Linked DNA regions of Zea mays: region 2 is linked to region 1. A link is a contact called in public Hi-C data. All regions are on one chromosome and are shown on one strand. The core of a region is the stretch at or near the end of the contact, and the rest is flanking DNA. Distances in the headings are between cores, read along the strand shown. Region 1 holds the start of LOC100383366 (Small RNA degrading nuclease 5). Region 2 holds the start of LOC100384721.

Evidence for each region. Hi-C and Micro-C count contacts between places; a contact is called where the count stands out from the background.
Region 2: a contact with region 1 is called in a Hi-C map of ear, with 3 times the contacts expected there. The contact joins the promoter of LOC100384721 here to the promoter of LOC100383366 in region 1. A contact is called at or near these places in 5 of 25 Hi-C or Micro-C datasets (ear, endosperm, leaf and 1 more).

The regions. Positions count from the first base shown.
Region 1 is chr10:16,323,532-16,326,608 of Zm-B73-REFERENCE-NAM-5.0, forward strand. It overlaps LOC100383366 (Small RNA degrading nuclease 5), which reads left to right and starts at 1,775. Exons shown (of 15, transcript NM_001362072.1): 1 at 1,775-1,892; 2 at 2,913-2,969; 3 at 3,065-3,077. The coding sequence starts at 1,821.
Region 2 is chr10:16,457,804-16,461,040 of Zm-B73-REFERENCE-NAM-5.0, forward strand. LOC100384721 reads left to right here and starts at 1,630. Exons shown (of 14, transcript NM_001366874.1): 1 at 1,630-1,831. The coding sequence starts at 1,749.

The DNA.
Region 1 (3,077 bases), core at 525-3,024:
TGTGCTGATGGGGGTTACCAGCTGAGATTTAGGAGTCTTGAGGGTACCCCTAATTATGGTCCCCGACAACTTGAGAGAGGGTTTTCTTGTGTTCTTTGTTGCTCTTGTTGCTTGGCTTGGACTTTCTTTTCTTTCTCTTATTATCAAGTGCTTTATAAGCAAAGCAAGAGACACCAAGTGTGTGGTGGTCCTTGCGGGGTCTTAGTGACCCGTGAGATTAAGGAAGAAGGCTCACTCGATCTAAGTGACCGTTTGAGAGAGTGAGAGAAATGGTTGAAATAGACCCTGTCTTTGTGACCTCCTCAACGAGGACTAGGTTCTTTGGAACTGAACCTCGGCAAAACAAATCACCGTGTTCACTCGCCTTATTTCTTGGTTGATTTGTTTTCCCTCTCTTTCCGACTTGAATTTAATTCTAACCCTAACCCCCGATCTTAGTGCGTGTTTAAAGTTATAAATTTCAGGTTTCGCCTATTCACCCCCTCTAAGTGACTTTCAATTATCAAAGAGTGAACAAACATATTTCTGAATAGCAGTGGGGTAACAACTTGGATATGAACCCAAACTCGCTCACCAAATTTTTGACTAAAAAGCGAAGCGAACTCCCAGTAAGATATGTATGTACATGGCCTTGTAGGTTCCACAAAATCAACAACAACATCAATCTCTTTCTCCACAGGAATCTTCACAAAAAACAACAAAGAATTTCTTCCAGTTCTACACCTTGCAACCTAATTTGCAATCGAAACAACAAGCAAAAATGTGTAAAAGCAATGAGTTTGTATAGCTACTTCTAATGGAACAGATGTCTGCAACGCAAACTAGTAAGTTGCATGCATAATGGCTAGACAACGGATCCATTGTTATCCATGCAGCGTCATGGCCGGTGGGAGAAACGGACGCCCTGCTATGGCGGTCGCCGACTGAGGACCTCTTGGATTGTCCACCATTTACCACACGTCCACACCAGCGCATACGCCCCTGGCCAACATCGAGAAGGGTGGCCCCGTGGCTGCACCGGCCGAGGGCGCGAAGGCGTCATGGCCGGCGGAAGAACCGGTGTGATGGGCAGCCTGCTGCGGGGGTCGCAGATCGAAAACCTCCTGGACCCGCCGCCATTTCTGAGTTGACGGAGGGCAACAGATTCGCGTTCCCGAAACTTACGGCTGTGTTTTGTAGGGGGCTCCAGGTGGTGGACCACACTGGCACTACGCCGACCTTTTAAGAGGTAGTGGATGCCGCTCCGGCCCACGGCGGCATGGCAGTGACGTTTGGGGGGGTGGGAGGGGGTGAAGCTGTTGGCAGCGGCTGGAGCCGCCGCTGTGACAACGCTTGGGGGCGGGGGAGGAGGTGGCGTTGACTCCAATCGAGTCCCTGGCAGCGTCCCGAACAGGCAGTGGCGACGATAGGGGTCGTCGCGGAGAGGAATATGCATAGGAGTAGGTTTTTTTTACCGTCATCAACTCATCTTGGCTCTGGAACCATCTTGACTTGTCGCGACAGCTGCGGCAAGAGAAGGTAGTGAGGGCTTACGGTCATTGGAAGACGACCCGTTGATCAGAAATCCCACGCGTGAAAACATTTTAGGTGACGTGGACACTGCGAGAGAGTCCGTTTTGTACCAGCCTTCATATATAGGAAATTTCATATATAGGAAATGTTTGAGCGGAAAGGAAATGAAAGATATATTTGCAGAAAAGCCCCAGTTCAAGTTCGACAGCCGAAGAAAAGGGTCTCGGCGGGTTTTTCTTTTTGCAAGTTTTGAGAGCGGCAAAGCGTTAGGCGTTAGGGCATCCACCTCGTCGTAGGCGGCGGTCTCCATGTCGACCGCATCCGGCAACGGCAACGGCGGCTCCTCCTCTTCCATGTTATACGACTTGTACGGCCCTAATGTACGTGTTCTCTTGCTTCTTCGCCTCTCGCTTCCCCCCTCTCGGAATATTATGGCTTTGGTGTGACATAAAGGGGAACTTGTCATCAGTTAGAGCTGAGTTGGTTCATTTTTTTTAAAAAAACTCGCAGTTCTTCGTTCACTGTTGTTCTTTTAATGGATTTATTAATCCCCGTTGTATGGCAAAATTGGGTGCTGCAGCCTGCAGGGGGGGGGGGGTGTTAGGTACGACTATGTTAATTTGATTGCTTGGTATTCTTGGAGTAGGAGTTCCGCTGAGATTGAAAGAGGGGATGTTGCATTGCATCATGACTGTTTGGACTGTGATTTACACCAATGTTCGTTGATTACCATGAGATTTGTAGTGATGGTGGATTTTTGTGTTAATGCTGCTACTGTTGGTGGGCTTGAACTGTACCTATGAAGTTTGCACTGTTGTTTCAGAGCAAATTTGTGCAAACGAATGTATGGATGTGAAGCAATGCTGATAGGTTGTGAAACTATGAGGGCTTACTTGATTGATCCATTGATGCGCCTTGAGCTGACCCGACATTTTTCAAGTACACAGCTTGAACACTCCTGTAGCTTGTTTGCTTAGGAGTTCTATATTTTGAATTTTGAAGGTGTGAACCCTGACTGATTCCTTGATAGGTAGCAAAGTGGGACTCCTCTTGTTCGAATTGTAAAGTGATACAGTAATGCTATCCATATTGTGTTCAGACATCAGAGCCTGCTCATCAACTTAGGGATCACTCATCAAATTAGGGACACTCGAAGTTCAATCCAAAATCACTTGTACTAGAGCTATGGACATGGCATAATAATTGACTATTTGGTGATGCCATGCTGCCGATTTGTTGATTTAATAGTGTACTCTTAAACATTCATTTAGTTGTCTTCTTGTTGGCGAATCATTCTTGTGGTCCTTCCTGCTTGCTTTGCTAATAGACATTATAGCTGCCTTTTTTTGTATTTTCTGTGCTTCCAACTCATATTGTGTCTTCTTGTTTATCCTGTCTAGGCAAAGCCTGATGTGGTTTTTAAGGAGGCTGCTTTAAACTCTACGTTAAATCTGCAGGTTAGCTCATAACAAAAGCTCAATGAAATTTGACTTGTGAAAACTGTTTTTGTTCTTGTAGTTTAGTTAAGAACCATTTTTTTGTTCGAATGCAGGATGTTCAGGGTC
Region 2 (3,237 bases), core at 380-2,879, 130 kb after region 1:
CACCAGTACAGAACACCCCAGAGGCAGCGAGTCCTGTTCGGTGTCCGGCTGGAAGGCCATGGGGGCTCCAACGTCTTCTGGAAGTGGTGAAGCAGCGCGCGTCTGATATGACGGAGACCTGTGTATCTAGATGATGCATGTGCCCAGACTGCAGGAAAAATGATATCAAATTTGACTGCTATTCTGTCAACCAGGGTTCAGTTCTTAACCAAAAACTGATCGAGACCGATATCCGATTAATCGCGATAAAAACAGGTAAAAACCAGCCAAATTCACATTTAAACCAAATTTTGAATTGAAATGACTCGAAACTGATTAATCATCTGATAAGACCGATAAATCGGTCATTGAATTGATAAATCAGAATAGATCGGTAGAAAACCGGCTAAATTCACGTCTAAACCAACTTTTGAACCGAAACATTACAAAACTGATTAATCGGTCGATAAGACCAATAAATCGGCCTTGAATTGATAAATCAGTAGCTGGTGTGAAGAAATCAAATCACTTGTCGTCTGGCAAATAAAGTATATTAAGGTCACAAAGTTTAAACAAAAGATGGCCTAAATATTATCACAAGTTAAAATATTTCAAGTTCAAAGGAAGAAAATCATCAAAACCTAGCTACTAGAGGCCACCCGTTTATCTCTACCTGATGCCGATTAATCGGTTACAGCAGGTCCGGCTAATCGATAAAATTGACTATTTTTTTTGAAACTTGTTTGATTTTTAGTTTAGAATCGGTAGCGTGTTTTCAAATTTGATTTCAATAGAAAGTCTTACAATAATTTATAGTGTTTATAGAAAAATAGCATCAAATTTGTTCAAAATTTATAAAATATTCCAAATTTACGGTCAAACCGACCCAAATACCGATTAATCAGCCGGTTAGCCTGATTTATTGACCGATTTGGTGACCCTTGCTGTCAACACTCACCTTTCCTATCCTATCTATGTGTCCTCTATAGGTTTGGGGTAGGGTCGTATGTGCATGCATCGTTGCATTTTGACGTGTAGTATTTGCAAGCAGGACTCTCCTCGTATTTGCATCACGATAACACCGTATACACTTCAGTACTTGCGTGACAGACTTGCTTACTAGTGGCTTGTCTAGTACGTACCTTCTTTATCTTCACACGATTTGCGCTGCAATTGCATTTGGGGGTAACTTCTATACTTGCCGCTTTGCCAAACACGTAAATACTCTACCTTTTCTTAATTTGCGATTTTTTCACAGTGAATTCCACGCAAATTTTATTTATTCTTATATGCTTTTCGTGTATAATTCTAACTCGTACCATTTATAATTCATACCAGATCGCCCAAAACACGTACAAAGTAAAATTCCATCCACTATAAATTACTTAATGAATAACAATAAAAATTTTATCCATAATCATGTCCGTGCAATCGTAAATCCAACAAGAAACCGGTTTCAGCGTCTCATCATCATCATTAAATCAGGCCACGACGGCCTGCCTACACGTAGAACCGGCGTGCCGGCGCCAAAGGCCAAACAGATGACGCCATGACCTCATCGGGAGTCGACACGCAGCCGGAAGCACAGCAGGCGCACTACCTAGAGTCACACTCCCCAGCAACACAGTGCCACTCCACTCCAAGGAAGTGCTTGCCTCCCGCTCTCTACCTCTCCTACCAATTTCAGCTCAGCTCTGTTCTGCTCCCGCAGCACCAGTACAGAACACCCCAGAGGCAGCGAGTCCTGTTCGGTGTCCGGCTGGAAGGCCATGGGGGCTAGGGCTACCTCCCCTCCGCCATGGAGGCGTCACTGCCTCTGCCGCGCCCTCCACTTCCTCGTTCTCTTGCTCTGGTCAGTACGCACTTCTTGCCGGTTCTTATGGTTCTTTCGCTCCACCCGTAATTTTAGTTCATCGATTCGTTGGAGTTGTACTATTTTGCAGGGTTTCCCGAAAATTTTCCGTTCCCGGTGGTCTGGGGGAAACGGTTCCGAACTGATTTCGGCAAATTTCATTCAAAATTTTTAAAACTGATATAAAAAATCAGAAAAGTATAATAAAAATAGATATTTATGAGTAAAAACAACGAATTTAGCTGAGAAAACAAAGTTCCCATATTTACTTTTATTTTTTTTAAATTAATCATCATTTTTCGGTAAAAAAAACGAATTTCGCTGAGGAAACACGGATTTCGACCGAAAATTCAAAATTCATTAAAAAAACAAAAATATATGTACCGAATCTCCGCTGACAAATCCGAATCTCGTTTTTTAATTTGTTCTCGAAAACTCAAATTGGTCCAGAAATTCGAAATTCACTGACTTTCGAACACACCAAAAAATAAGGGAAAATGAGATGGTTAACTCTGAGTACTATCTCATCTTATTACTAACAAGACTGTAAGACTGAGTTATTTAGGCTAAGGCCCTATTTTTCTCGAACACGCAGGAGATCTGCGTATCATTCCATTAATAGATAGAAGAAGGTACAACACACCACACCCGACACACACCTGACACGACACACACACACATGACACAACAAGACACAAGACACAACACAGCAACCACACACAACCACTCTGAACAAGCCACTAGACTATCCCCCTGGGTCAAGCATAAACATAAGAGTTAAAAGCAGGTTCAGCCCTTTTGCCCCGGCACTACACCACATCCTGAGCTCATCGCCAGCGAGGGTGAGAGCACTCGCCAGACTTGGCGATCTCCCATTAAACACGCAGTCGTTGCGATGACGCCAAAGGCTCCAAGCGCCAAGAATAACTAGAGAATTGAAGCCGGATTGGAGATCACGGGGAATCTTCTCCACAGCTCTGCTCCACCAGTCATCAAGGCTGCAACTAGCATTATCTGGTGAAAGGTTAGGCAACCCAGACCTGCTTAACAAGGAATACCAGAACTGTCGTGCAAAGACGCAAGAGATGAGAAGATGTTGTATTGTTTCCTCTTCTTGGTCGCAAAGGGGGCACACACTGGGGTGGGGTAGCCCCCTTCTAGCAAGACGGTCTGCGGTCCAGCATCTGTTGTGCATGACAAGCCAAAGGAAGAAACTGCACTTTGAAGGTGCCCAAGATTCCCAAATGCGCTCATATGCTCCCAAAGAAGTGGAACCAAGAAATAACATATCATAAGCCGACTTTGAAGAGTATTGGCCTGTCGGGGAGAATTTCCAGATATGCTTGTCTGGCACTCCAACATTAATGGAGTAATCTGCAATGACTTCACTAAGAGTTAAAAAATCA